Linked DNA regions of Mus musculus: region 1 is linked to region 2. Evidence: chromatin contacts called from public promoter capture Hi-C data. All regions are on one chromosome and are shown on one strand. The core of a region is the stretch at or near the end of the contact, and the rest is flanking DNA. Distances in the headings are between cores, read along the strand shown.

What was found. Promoter capture Hi-C pulls out the DNA fragments that hold promoters and counts their contacts.
Region 1: a promoter capture Hi-C map of pre-B cells shows a contact between it and region 2, with 4 times the contacts expected there. The contact joins the promoter of Aplf here to the promoter of Dusp11 in region 2. A contact is called at or near these places in 2 of 39 promoter capture datasets (liver and pre-B cells).

What each region holds. Positions count from the first base shown.
Region 1 is chr6:87,668,372-87,675,916 of GRCm38.p6, forward strand. It overlaps Aplf (aprataxin and PNKP like factor), which reads right to left and starts at 3,790. Exons shown (of 10, transcript NM_001372332.1): 1 at 3,489-3,790; 2 at 45-116. The coding sequence starts at 3,584. It overlaps 1810020O05Rik (Riken cDNA 1810020O05 gene), which reads right to left. Exons shown (of 16, transcript NM_001384219.1): 16 at 7,219-7,525. The coding sequence ends at 7,293. It also overlaps E230015B07Rik.
Region 2 is chr6:85,956,216-85,963,132 of GRCm38.p6, forward strand. Dusp11 (dual specificity phosphatase 11 (RNA/RNP complex 1-interacting)) reads right to left here and starts at 5,452. Exons shown (of 9, transcript NM_028099.4): 1 at 5,223-5,452; 2 at 3,001-3,076; 3 at 2,369-2,500. The coding sequence starts at 5,320.

The DNA.
Region 1 (7,545 bases), core at 2,540-5,039, 1.7 Mb after region 2:
AGAAGGACAAGAGGCAAAGGGATAAAATAAGTCTATATACTCACTGGCTTGATTCGAAGCTGACTATCAACCACTTCAAGAATGGCATGTCTTCTGGATACTCTTTTGTCTGTTATCTACAAAGGAAAAAAATGTCAAGTATAGCCACCTCCTGAAAAATAAGCAAACCCTTAGCCACGCATATGAAATTAGTAGGCTAGACATTAAATGTATTATTAACTCAAAAACTGCATATCAAATAACTGCCCTCATTTAACAGATAACGAAATGATGAAGAAAGGAGACCTACCAAAGTCATGAAAGAGTAAATGAATACTATAAAAGCCTGCAGTCTATCCAGCCCCAAACCCTCCAGTTCCCATACATGAAACACACCTACACACCTACACAAGAGTCCTACTAATCAATCTACCAAACAAGAAAAGTATATCCAATATGTACTGGAAACAATATGTAATAGGAAACATTTCAAATATAAAAATTCAGCTTGTCTTAAATTAAGTGGTAACTCTGAAGGGTGTGACCATACCACACAGCGAGACGCAGATAAGCAAACTGCTTATGAGGACCACATGAGGCAGTTAAAAAAAATAAACGGGGGGGAGGGGAATAGCCCAAACCAAACTCTGACATTGAAGAAGAGATCAGCATCTATGTCTTCAATATAATCACTTCCTGTTTTGAGTTAATAATGGTCAACTTACACTCACAATCATTTACCCACATCAACACTCCAAACTGCTTATATTTTAAATGCTGAACACTACTGCCCTTCCTACCTCATAGTAAACATAATAGTTGAGATTAACTTGTTTAGCCCGGTCTGACACATAAGAGAAACCTCTAAAGCAACAACTCTACCTGCCTTACGATTGGCTCATTTACCATCGAGTACTCGAAACTAAGCATGACATACAGCAGAACCAACGTTCTCTCTCAAAACATACTATAGAAATGTCTAAAGTCAAGCCCAGTAAGGCTGCAAGAACATGGAGACTGCCACAAACAGGTACTTATTTTTCAAAATCCACACTTAATAATCTGAAACACACAGCTTCACCACAGTGTGAGGACCACAAAAAGTCATTCTTCACAAAAAAGAGTTAATTTGAAAAGTTAATTTCTAGAAAAAAAGTCTTCAAAACTTCATTTAAAATATAGCTACTTCAAAGAAGTAAATATCCTAACTTTTTAAAAAAAAAAAAAAAAAAGGGCTGGTGAGATGGCTCAATGGGTAAGAGCACCCGACTGCTCTTCCGAAGGTCCAGAGTTCAAATCCCAGCAACCACATGGTGGCTCACAACCATCTGTAACAAGATCTGACGCCCTCTTCTGGAGTGTCTGAAGACAGCTACAGTTGTACTTACATATAATAAATAAATAAAACTTTAAAAAAAAAAAAAAAAACAGCTGAGAGACTCCTTCATGTTCTGTGATGTGTGCCTGACTGGGCCACAGTCAGCAGCAGTTACTAAGAACTGCCTTTATCATGTGCATCACCACATGCTGAGCTACATACTGAGACTCGCCAAATGCTACTGTGGCTACTGTTCATTCTACATATATGGGTCCTGAAAGCCCAGCGGATGTAGGTAACTTGGGTGGTCCCTCTCAGAATACCCAGTGTTCAAGATCCTTGCTCTAACTAATAAGCACAGGTGGTTTATGTGAGAAAACAGTCACATGACTAGACCCATGTAATTCAGAAGCAATCAAAGACATGCAAATCATGGCAGCTCAGAGTAAGCCGGTCCTATTCACATTTTGAGCATCAAGGCCTCATTGGTACCTCACTAACCATCAGAGGAATGCCAGGATAAAGTCATGAGATAGCAAGATGGTTCCTCTAATGGTCCTTCTTAGGCTTCTTTCCTTTTATACACTAACTATAAGCAATAATAGATCTTTTATATCTATCTTTTAAGTGTGCCTAACACTAGGAGGAAAGGGGTATTATGAATAATACAAAAGCATAGTGCGACCTCTGGTGGACACATCGTTTATTTCATTACTAACATCGGGTCTTGACTACCACCACCCTACACTCCCCCCAAAAAACGTGGTTTTGTTAGGAACATACATGCTTGTAACCCCAGCTCTTGGAAGTGAGGCAGGAAAACTGCAAGTTCAAGGGGTGCTCAGGCTATGTTGTGAGACCCTCTCTTTAAAGGCAACTATATTTAAGATAACCTAAATTCTAACATATCAACACACCCTCCAAGAATCAACAGCTAGAGCAAAACATATCAAAATCTAAAGCACAACCCGGAAACGGAAACTACAAAACTACCATGCTCATAAAAACATAAACACCAATCCAACAATCTATGTTGGAGCACAAAACTCTTATGATAATGGGGAAAAACAAAGAGAAAAGAAACCAAGAAACAGGGCAGTAAGAACACAGAAAATACCACTCAGGTGGAAAATAATGGCAGAGATTTTTAAAAACAATTTTTTGTGAATTTTTAAAATTTTATTTTTTACTATATATGTATACCTGTATGTTAGGATATGCATGTGTGTACATTGCCCAGAGAGGCAGAATTACAAGCATTTGTGAATTGCCTGACATAAGTGCTGGGAAGCCAGTCCTCTGTAATAAATTCCAGGCTCTTAATGGCTAGCCCATCTCTCCCTTGTGATATTTCAACTCGACCGCCAGGTTCTCTAGAGTGGCCTTTGTAAATGATAGGTCTTGTGGCAATGCTAAATGGTTTAATACCACCAAATATAATTTCATAGTGCAAACTGCAAACGGTTTGGTTCCTACTCCTCCCAAAGAGGGTAAAGAATATATAGCATAGTGGCCATTTGTACATGTATCACCTTTAAATGACCAGTTTATACTCCAACTTTCTCATTTGAACAAGGCTAATAAAAAGCACCTAACTCAAAAAGTTTTGGAAGTAGTAAATTAAAGTCATCTCTTTAGAACAATGACTGGTTCACTACCCAGACAACTTAAAGACAGCTACTGATACTACCAAAAGGGATACTGCTATTATTGGTAAGGCCCACCAGCCCAGCAGAGAAGGCAAGGAGATAAAAGAAGTTAGCTTAAGGGAGGTGATTAACCTTCCCTGTTATGGCTCATACAGTACCGTAAATATTGTAAGCTTTGTAGGTCAACATGCAACACATTAACCTTTAGAGTACTATACGTCTTTAAATACTAGCAGCGGTTTTGTTTAGTTGGTCTGTTTACATTTTACATCTTACAACCCGAACTTAGCTCAACTTGGATTTGGCCCTCGTTTGCCAGCTGGATAGGCTAATGATGTTAACTCGGTCCATACTCGAACCATACAGGCACCAAAAAGAAATGTCTGGGACTTGACTAACGTTGTTTGAAAACCTACTGCCCCAAACCTATAAAATCTTGACAAGCAGAGCCAAGACGCGGAGTTCCCAAGCTCAGGAGACAAGAGACAGCCTCGGCTGAGCAAGCTCTGGCTGCCCACGCCCACACTACCTCCCACACTTACTCCCAGCAGCGGCCCGCGGCCTATCACAGTCTGCCCCGGCCCCACGGGCACGCGGGGACCGCCGTCCAGAGGCTGCAGAAAGAAGTCCGAAGGCATGGCGGTAAGAGAAGGTTCCTTCGCCAGGAGATACCTCGTAGCCACCTCCCTCAGGCACGCTGGGCATGGCCCGAAGGGGTGTGAAACCCGAGGCTCCTTTCCTGGTGAGTGTGCTTCTTCCCTTTCCGGAATCCCCACTCCTTGAGAGCCTGTGATTCGTGCAGGGAATACCTGTCAACAGACCGCCAAACTACAGCTTAAAAACTGGAACGCACACCCACAATCTTCCAGCACTTCCTCTCACAGGACTCATGGAACGCTGGGTCTTGTAGTTCCTGACACCTCCCTTCGGCTCCTTTCCGGAGTACAGACTGCATGGAAAAACTACCAATCCCAGAAGGCAATACGCGCATCTCTGCGCCTAGGTTGATTCGTGCTTGGGCAGGGGTGGGGCTAGAGTAGTGCTGACGTCAAGGCCTTAGGAGAGGGTTGGCCTGAGTTTTTAAATGAACCACAGTGCTGGCCCGTGGCCCTGTGACTTCAACAGGGGGATGTTCTTTTCCCAATGGAGTATGATGTGTGTATCTGCTTCTTCCCCTTCTCTTCCATAAGGAGACAGCTTCGGCTAGAATAAGGCCTCCGTGGCAGGACTGTCTTCCCTACTCCAAGAAGTATGTCTGGACTTAGATTTTTAGGGTTCAGCCTCAAGAGGGTCATTAACTTTCCTGTGCAGGCGCCCCATACTCATTTGGGGATGGATCTGCAGCCAGTGGAGCTTCTATTTTCAAAGGCCTGGCTCAGACACTTGGCCCACGGGGCCGGAGAATCTTCCTTCTCTATAAAAGAGGCATATTCTCTGGCTGGGATCTGTAGCAGGCCTGTCTTTCTCTTTGGTGGAGGCCTGGACTGGGGGAAGCAAACCTAGGGTCCGAGGGTGGGGGGCAAACCTACAGGGACGGGATGGAGGGGAAAGGTGGTCTTTTCTATGGAGAAGCCAGTTGCTAAGCTCAGGGCTCCCAGCTAGAGGGAACTTTCTCTTTGGAGGAAGCCTGGCCCAGAGTTTGGCACTGCTCTCTTAAGATCTTTTCCTTTCTTGTGGCTGAGGACAGCCTCAGCTAGGCCTGTGTCTGGAGGGCTTTCTCTTCCATATTAAAGCCTGTACTACAGGACTCTGCAGAAGGTCATGGAGTTGGAGTCTTATCCCCTAATGCCTCCAGGAGGCACAAGGTCTTCTCTTCCCCAAGAGGCCACCTTGTCACAAGCCTAGGGGAAATGGAGTTATTCTAAAGAGTCACTGTGACCCTCATTTTGGCTCTCAGAACAGTGGGCCTTAAGAGACTGGAATTTTCCTTAGTAATCTCATGCTGGATTAAAAAGTCAAAAGGCAGACCCATCAAGACGAGAGACTTTCCCCCGGAGAGATTTCACAGTCCCGTCAATTTGTCAGAATGCCTTGCTGAAGCACTAGAACCTCAGCAGTAATGGGCAGGGCCACACCTTGCAACTGGAGATGGCTCAGATATTCAAATGCTGGCCCCCTACTTAAACCTTAGCCTTACTTTAGGAGGCTGAAGATGAACTTGGGGACCTTGGAGCTCTTTGTCCCTCTTCCTAATCAAAACTCCAATGAAATCTATACAGAACCAGAAAACCAAAATTAACTTGGGGGGCAGAAGGGAAGTCAGGCCAAGAACTCCAGGCAGGAACATGGAGGCAGGAACCGATGCAGAGGCTGTGAAAGATGTTGCTTTCTGGCTTATTCCTCAAGGCTTGCTAAATCTGCTTTCTTATGCAACCAATGACCAGTTGCCCAGGGGTGACGCCAATCCCACAGCAATCAGTAATCAAGAAAGTAGCCCGAAGACCTGCCTATTGTCTCCATTGAAATTCCCTCTTCCTCGATGACCCTGGCTTGTGTTACACTGACAAAAAGTCTAACTAGGACACTAACCCTAATCCCTCATTCTTATCCTAGGTCCTGTCCATGACTCAGATCCTAACCCTTAACCTTTCCCATAACCACAGCGGGCAGTTGGTGAGTGGCAGACTGCATATAGTGGTTAGCACTAGGTCCATATGGAATAAGAAACTTTTTCCATGTTTGTCAGTCTGTCCTGCTTGTGGACTGGCTCATTTAGTAGAACAGAGTAAGAACAGAGATTCAAAAGCTGGGTGGGGCAGTTAGGAAAGCAAGCAGCCTGGAGAAGAGCTCTGCTGACACAGGACTTCTGGAAGCCATAGGTGGTTCTGAGCATGAAAGACCTGGGCACTTCTGTTGGAGGCAGGTACTGGAAACCAGGTAGACTCATTGAGCAGTGGTCATGGAGTCTGTAGCAGTCAATGAGAGGGTTGAGCTGCCCAGCTAGTCTAGAATGATAGATAACCCTGTGCTCTAGGTTTGTCCCAAGACTATTTCCCCAGCAGAAAGCCTCACTGGCTACACACATACACACACCATATATTCCATATGGCTGGTTGCTGCTCTCTGATAATCTGAGGGAACCGTGCTATCCAGAAGGAGCCTACATGCCCAAGATAGGCGAACACAAGAGCTCCATGCTGCCAGTCCTTCACTCACAACACTGTGAGCGTCCTGCAGAGAGCTGAAAGGAGGCATAGGGAACAAAGAAATCATTGCCTGGAGGCTTCAAGGCTTACTAAGCTGGATCATAGACTTGGGGGGAGAGGCAATCTTGGTGTTTGTGCACCTCAATTTGGGGTGAGTAGGCACAGCACATGAGCCCCTCACATTTGCATTCCCTTCTCGTATTTCTATTACAGCGGGATACAACTAGCCTCTAGACTTCTCCAGGGATGTTGGATGAGCACTTCAATGCCCGATTCCATCTCTGCCCTGTCTACCTGGAAACCCTACTTGGCTGTGTCAAGTGGGTCAATTAGGATATGGTTGGAAGAGTAATTGTTGTCTGTCGTGTTAGGACAGTGTGAGCAAGCTAGAAGTGAACATGTATTAATTTGGTCAAACTGTTAAGATGCTCTTGGAAGATAATTTTGGAAGATAAAAACACCCTGCTGGCCTGGGATGCAGCATCCACCATCCCAGCAGCCACATGATTCTTTTGTGCCTACTGTCCACCTTTGAGGCCAGATCTAGAACAGAAACTGATCACCATGGGCTGGGGCAGCTGGCCTGTAGAACCTGCATGTTGAGGGTTTCAATAGTCTCCTTCTGGAAATTTCCAGGTAGAGAAAAGCTCCCTGAAATAAAGAGGAGTCACCCAGCTAGGGTTAGATGCAGGAGCTGCTCTGTGGAGCTCTTGTTACTAAAAGCAGCATTGAGCCCACTAAGTGCTGGCCTAGGGTTTTAGACAAATTTCTGGGTCTTGGGGTTGCATTGACAGACCAACCGACACCAGACTCCCACAACACTGAGGGAGAGTTCGTCATGGGTCCCAGATGCTGAAAGGCAAAGTGTGACTGAGACAGCAGAGGTGTAGTTCTGAAAGGGCCATTGGCGGCAGCCGGGGTTCACAATGAGCATCTGCTCCAGACCACTGTGAGAAACAGCAGATGTTAAAGTGACTAACATTCTCATCCACCTATAGGAGATGAAAGCCACGCTATCACCCGCCAGCTGCTCCATCCACACTGGGCACTGGAATCATAACCAGGTGAACCCCACATGCCCCGCTATTTAAAAAACAAAACAAGACAGGCCAGACACACAGAACAGTTTGCTCTTGGAACCAGTGTGTATTTGTAACAGGGTTATGGGTACTGAGAATGGCCCCTTCCTTATACTACATTTTAATGAAACCAACGGCTGTGGAAGGTGGGATTTGGGTGGTATAGTCCCAGTGAAGATCCACGAGATGCAGAGGTTAGGCGAGACAGAGTCTTTAGTACCAGATGATGGTCACTAAGAGAGAATAAGTCTTGAGGGTGCGTAGAAGAACTTTCAGGGGAACTAAGTGGCTTTGATGCAACTCGACTGCGCCAACGCCGTCCGGAAGACCCAATGTTTGCCTTTCGCCTCCTACCTGAGAGAAGACAGGCAGGT
Region 2 (6,917 bases), core at 4,202-6,701:
GAGGGGGGAAGGGGAGGAAGAGGAAGAAGAAGGGGAAGGGAGGGAGGGAGAGAGAGAGGGAGGGAGGGAGGTGGGTGGGTGGAGTGCTATATAGTTATAATCCCAGCATTAGAGAGACGGAGGAGGAAGATCCTGAGTGTTAGGTCAACCAGGGATACATACTAGGACTCTGTTTCAAAAGCTAAACCCCAACAAAACAATAAGGAAGAGAGGGAAGGAGGGTAGGAAAGGGAAAGGAAAGGGAAACCAGGGGTTAGGGGATCAAAAGGAGGGAGGAGGGAGAAAAGGAGAGAGGAAAGCAGAATCCTGAATCTGGCTGTGCCAGCCCACTGGCAGAGAGAGAACTAACCAGCGGTACTAGCACGTGGAGGCACAGAGCTAACATTTAGATGGTACAGCCTGGCTGGATTCCTCAAAGCAAGAACTCAAGGGAGGGACAAAAAGAGAGAGACACGGACAGCAATGTGTAGACTTAATCAGAACTGACAGACAACCAACTGCAAACTAACAATTCTTATGACAGTTAGGAACTATCAAGTTGTGTATCTGATATAAAAGAACTGATGTTAAGGAAAAAGTATTATATCTTAAATACACATACCAAAGATATAGAGATGAATTCTATAATATTTGAGTTCTTTAAAATAAGACAAAGCATGCTGTGTGTGGTGGTGCACACAAGCAATCTCTGCACATGGAGGCAGGAGTAGGCTGCCTTTGTGGGCTGGAGACCAGCCTGGTATACATAATAAATTTCAGGCCAGCTAGAGCCACACCATGAGACTCTTTCTCATGAAAACAAAACAAAGAATAACAGTTCCCCCAACCCTCCCGCACCCCAACATACACAGGGGTAAGGGAATTCAGAAGACAGCATGGGGTAAAATAGATAGGACCATATCTATTATAGAACATATGTACATAACTTAATATTGAGCCAGAAAAGAAAAAGATTCTGATATATGCTTTAATAAATGTCAGAGACATAATTACTAAAACCATTCAGTCACAGAAAGGCAAGTATTACATGATACTGGGGCTGGAGAGATGGCTTAATGGTTAAGAGCATTGGCTGCTCTTGCAGAAGACTTATGTTCAATTCCTAGCACACAACAGTTCACAACCATTTGTAATTCCAGTTACACGGGACATAATGCCTACTTCTGTCCTCACAAACAACTGGTATGTCTGTGGTGCACATATATACAAGCAGGCAAACATTCATACAAATAAATAAGAATAAACCTTAAAAAAATTACTCCACAGATAACTGTAACTATCCTAACTCATCAAAGATGCTTTTTTCCTCCTGCAGCATACAGTTTACAAAAAGCCACATCTAGCCAAAATGCAGAAAACAATTGACTGCGAGCTGCTCAGCCCTAACTGATACATCTAAATACAACTCTCCCATCTAAGGTTCTGAGAACAGCTCAGGAGAGGGAGGCAGAAATATTATAAGAGCTCAAGGACCAGGAGGTCAGCTGCAAGATTATATTTCATATGAATGTCAAGGAAGGCTACAACAATGAAATGTCAACACTATGAGTGCTTACACAAGATCTGAACAGTACCCATCAGCTGCCATGCCAACATGGATGGGAGGAACTGCAGAGGGCCCTACCCCTGGATAAAGAACTACAGGCAATTAAAAATGTCTGAGAAAGGGAGAATTACTCTTCAGATATAAGTACCGTCAAGTGGTCAGCCTGAAAAAAGCCACACACACAAGCAGAACTACACGGACTCAGCAGGCTGCATTTGTTTACTTGCATGTACATGCAACAATAATACAGAGTAGGAGGCTATGGATGTGAAGGTGGGGTAAGGAGAGGTTAAAGGAAATGACAGAGTTCTATTTTAATTAATTTAAAATTTAAATGCATGTTACATTGAGCTACTTCTGTAAGATACCTAGATCAAGGAAATTCATTGTAATAAAGCAGATAAGAGGTTTACTAGGGGTCTGGCATATAGGAGAAGGGAGAATTAATGTTCAATGGTTATAGAACTTTTGCTGATTAAAGAGACTAATAATAATTACTACATATTATAGTTTAATTCATGTCGCCAACCTAGTGTGTATGTGTTTTGCATTGCTGAAGACTTATGTAGTCCAAGGTGGCCTTGAGTTTGTGATCCTCCTGTCTTAGACTCCTAAGATCTGGGATTATAGCCATTAACTACCATCCATGCCTGGCCTCCAATCTCATTTCTACATGAAATTAGGAAAACTATTTGCTCTTCTTTAAAAGTTAGTTATTGCTACCCATGAATGAAGTTTAGTCTTTGCATCAGCATAGGATGAAAACTGTTAAATTACTATGAATTTTGGGTTTTTTTTTTATTCAGTCAGAGGGCCACTTACCTCTACTTTATAATAGCGCTGAGTATATGTTAAATCGATTATCAATCCAAGTTCTTCATTTTGTTCTTGTATTTTATTAAACAGATCCAAAGGGGAAAAGCATTCTTCTGGCATAAGCTTTGCTTCAAATTTCTGTCAGAGAGTGAAGAGAGAGCAAACCCACTTGAAGCCCTGTAGCACACGATGCACTTACCCAGCCCCCTGAGGTGAGGACAGTGAGACTCAAGAGCTGTTCCTGTTCCCCTGGAAGCTCGCAACATCTCTCCTCCATTAGTGGGAAGAGATGCTCACTTCAATATATACATATTCCTGTGTTTGTGTCTCCCTGCCTGAAAAACTTTAGAATGTCCTATTCAACATTAAATAGGTAAGAAAACAAAAAACAAATAGAAACTTGTTCCTATTTGCCTAAGCCTTAAAATCTCAATGCAATTCACAAGTGAACACCTCCCTCCATTCTACTGAATTTCCAGCACAGCAACTACCATATCAAGACAGTGAATACTGAATGATCTAGCTTAGTCAGGCTGACACAAAATATAACACATTATAATTATTCTTGATTGAGAGCCAGCATTCTCTCAATCAAGAATTGATATTTCTGAAAAGATCCTAAATTAATTTTCACTTACTTTTTGCAAAGGAACTTTGAAAGCAATGAAACGAGTCCCAGGCATCCGCTGCCCAACTGGGAGATAGTCTTTCCACCTGTGAAACAGGGTATTTGTTAGTCAAACTGAATGCCAACCTTGTCTCCAAGAATAAGGCTCCGAGATACTGGGCACCTAACACATACAGAATGTCTCTTAACCTATTTATTCCACACAAGTAGCAACCTACTATGTTTCTTTCTGTCTCCCCATCTTGAAAACAGATACAAGACAACAAAAGAGCACACAGGTCTCCACAAACAATATCTAAAACCTAGAAATGCCATAGCAGAACAGCCTAACAAACCCAGCCTCGTGTCAAATACTAAGGTAATATTAGACATGAAAATAGAAGGGGGGTTATGACGGAGTGGGAAGGGGGCTAAGGGAGGGAGGGGCAACAAGAGGCAGAAAAGGAAAGACAAATAGTGTATATTTCCCCTCCTGTGTGGAATCTAGTTTTAAATATATAATGTACATACATATAATATACATATATATAATATATACATACATACATATATATATATATATATATATATATATATATATATACACACACACATATTTGAGACATGAAAACTGTGGTGAATTATTTAGGGGGAGGAAAGAAACTAGCAAAATGTGGGCAGGAGAAAGGGGAAGGTGTATGTGTGTGGGTGAACATGGGCAAAGTAGAATGCCATACATATAGAAAATATCATCATGAAACTCATACTTTTTATGGTAACTAAAACTATTAACCAGCAAGGAGTAATGAATGCCTACACACTGGCTGACAGACCTCAAATTCAATACTTTCACTGCATATTGTTTTTAGTTTCCACACCAGTGAATCAACTCAATATGTAGAAATCTCCCAGTTCTTACAACCCGAAATTCAGTTCAATCAGAAGTCAGTGTGGAGAGTCACAGCTGAGTTGGTCTATGGCCATGAATTACAAATAAGTCCGGTTCATTCACATCCCTGGAGTAGAGAGTGAGCACAGAGTGGTGACAGACTGGAGACATAGTGGGCCCCAGAGCAATGGAACCTAGTGTGACAGACCATGACAAGAAGTTGGCTTCTTATTCTTTTTTTTTGTTTTTATTTTTCAAGACAGGGTTTCTCTGTGTAGCCCTGGCTGTCCTGGAACTGCCCCGAAGGTTTTTATTCTTAAAGTCAAGCTTTATCTTACATCTATGAGCTGTCTCACAATTACTACTTGATATTTATCTTGCTTTATCTCCACAAATAAGCAATAGCTAAAATTATTTTTAATTTTTAGTTAACAATTTTATATCCAATAGATAATTTAATAATGAAATAAGCTACATTAAAATATCAATAAACAATTTATTTATAACTTACTTATACTTTACTTAGTAATTAATAGTTAAATAGTTAACTATAGAAGGTATGTTAAAAATGGATTGTCCAGTGGACAGACAGCTGTCTTCTGCAAGCTGTCAGGCAAGTTCTACACTGGGATGATGTTGGAGGTTAGCTGACAGGATCTAAAGATATCCACTCTGGGAAGGGAGAGAGGCCATCACGTCCATCCTGAATTTTAGATAGTGCTCATTTGTAGACATAAAAAAGAAGTGCTTACTGAAGTCCGGGAAGTCGGGGCAGAGCATTCTGTCGATCCTGAGTTTTAGGTATTGTTTATTTGTGGAGATTAAAAAAAAAAAAAAAGGATTTGATGAATTCTAGGAAGGGGAGAGGCCGGTCTAGCCACGTTTTTTGTGGAGATGAAATCGGAGAGGGGAAGCAAACAGCCGCAAGTAAAGGGTTCATTGCACCAGTGAGCAAAATCCTAAAACTAGCCCTTGGCCCAGGCAGGGTTAACTCCCTCAAAGGACACCTCCGCTTTCCGAATCCTGAAAGCAAGAGAACCCCTCGAGCCGGTACCGAGTGAAGGGTGTCGACAGCTCGGGCCGGATCCTGGCACAGCGCCTACACAAGCAGAAGCCTGTGGCTTCGGAGATCAAGGGACGCCTCAATACAGGCAGCCGCGCCCCACCGCGCACTTCCGCCCAGGCCCGAGCTCCACAGAGTCCTGTCGGGACAGACCCAAGACCCCAGAATGCGGGGTGGGGAGGTGTGGTGGGGTTCGGCGCGGAGGACCCTGGGAGGCGGCGGGGCGCGAGGCCAGGGAACACTCGGAGACTCGAGGCCACCGAGGCAGCCGGAACGCCAAGCCCGGAACCAAAGCGCTTACCTTTCGGGGATGTGGTTTCTGCCCTTCTTCTTGGGTGGGGCACAGGCAGCAAAGTCCCGGCCCCGTCCACGACCATGTCGGCCATAATGCTGGTTCATGTGGGCGCAGAGATGCCGCCCACCCAACGCCAGGCGTGCCAGAGCGGCCAAAGTGGCGACTTCAGGGAGGCCAGAAGAGGCCGCGGGATCCAGAGGCGCCCGCAAAGGAACGCGACGCGTCGACGTCTCGCTAGGGCGCATGCGCCTTGCCCCGCCGTGCTGACGACACACGTCGCACTGAAAGTAGGGTTTGTCAGCCTGCCTTCGGTTTCGACTGTGCTGCACTTAGCTGGAGGCCGGTTTTGTAGCTATGTGAATAATTGCTAGCGCTGTAAGACCCCCGATGCTGGGCCTCTGCTCAAGTCCTGGGATGAACTGGCCAACACCCCAACATCTCGAGAGAAAAGATGCACCTGATGCAAACTGCAAGAGGTTTTATTATCAGCTAGCTGAGGAGAAGTCCCTCTGTCGTGCAGGGCAGAGGAGTTCAACCCCGAGCGGTGACATTAGGGGACTTTTAACAGCTAGCTGAGGAGGTAGGAGGAGTTGGGAGGAGAGTTGGGAGGAGTTGGGAGGAGAAGTGGGAGGAGTTGGGAAGAGCTCTTCTGGGCGTCCTTGGTGAAATTTACAAGGCAGGAGTGGGGAGTGAGTTCTTTCTGAATTTTTATCTCCGTGTCCTCGGCACAGGAAGGCAGGCATCTCTGGTTGTACAGTATAGAAACAAAAAGGCTTTTTGCTGGCTATAGAGAACAAAGAGCTTCTTTCTAGCTGTATTTTTAAAGATCAGGGAAAACAAGCTTGGGGAACATCCAGGGGCTTTACCTTCCAGGGAGAAACGCTCTAAGTTGGGGTCTCATAGCGCCACCCGAACTGCTCCAAATGAGGAACAGACAATCCAGCCCCAACCCTCTGATCCCTGCATTCTTCGTGAACGTTGTCAATTGTTTACATTTTGTATATACATGATATTTGCTTTCACACGGGTGTATCTTTTTTTTCCGCCAAAAAGAAATAAATCAAAAGTTTTATACAACATATTTCTCCTTATTTGATATATTTAACATATTTCTCCATCCATATATGTGTGTATAGTGTCACAGGCAGGGAAACATACATATTCTTCCTAATTTTGAATGACACAGGACACTTATTATAACCAACATAATTAAAAATACCAACTTTTTTTTTTCTTTTTCGAGACAGGGTTTCTCCGTGTAGCCCTGAATGTCCTGGAACTCACTCTGTAGACCAGGCTGGCCTCGGACTCAGAAATCTGCCTGCCTCTGCCTCCCAAGTGCTGGGATTAAAGGCATGCACCACCATGGCCCGGTCCAACTTTTTTTTTTAAGATTTATTTATTTATTATATGTAAGTACACTGTAGCTGTCTTCAGACACACCAGAAGAGGGTATCCGATCTTATTACAGATGGTTGTGAGCCACCATGTAGAAATGAAATTGCTGGGATTTGAACTCACAACCTTCAGAAGAGCAGTCGATGCTCTTAACTGCTGAGCCTTCTCTCCAACCCCCCCCCCAACTTTTTTTTTTTTTTTAAACCATTCCAATATTGAAATTCCTCTACCTGTTTGGAGTTTTTTTGTTTTAAGGTAAGTTCTCATTATGTAATGCTCTGTGATCTGGAACTTGCTTTGTAG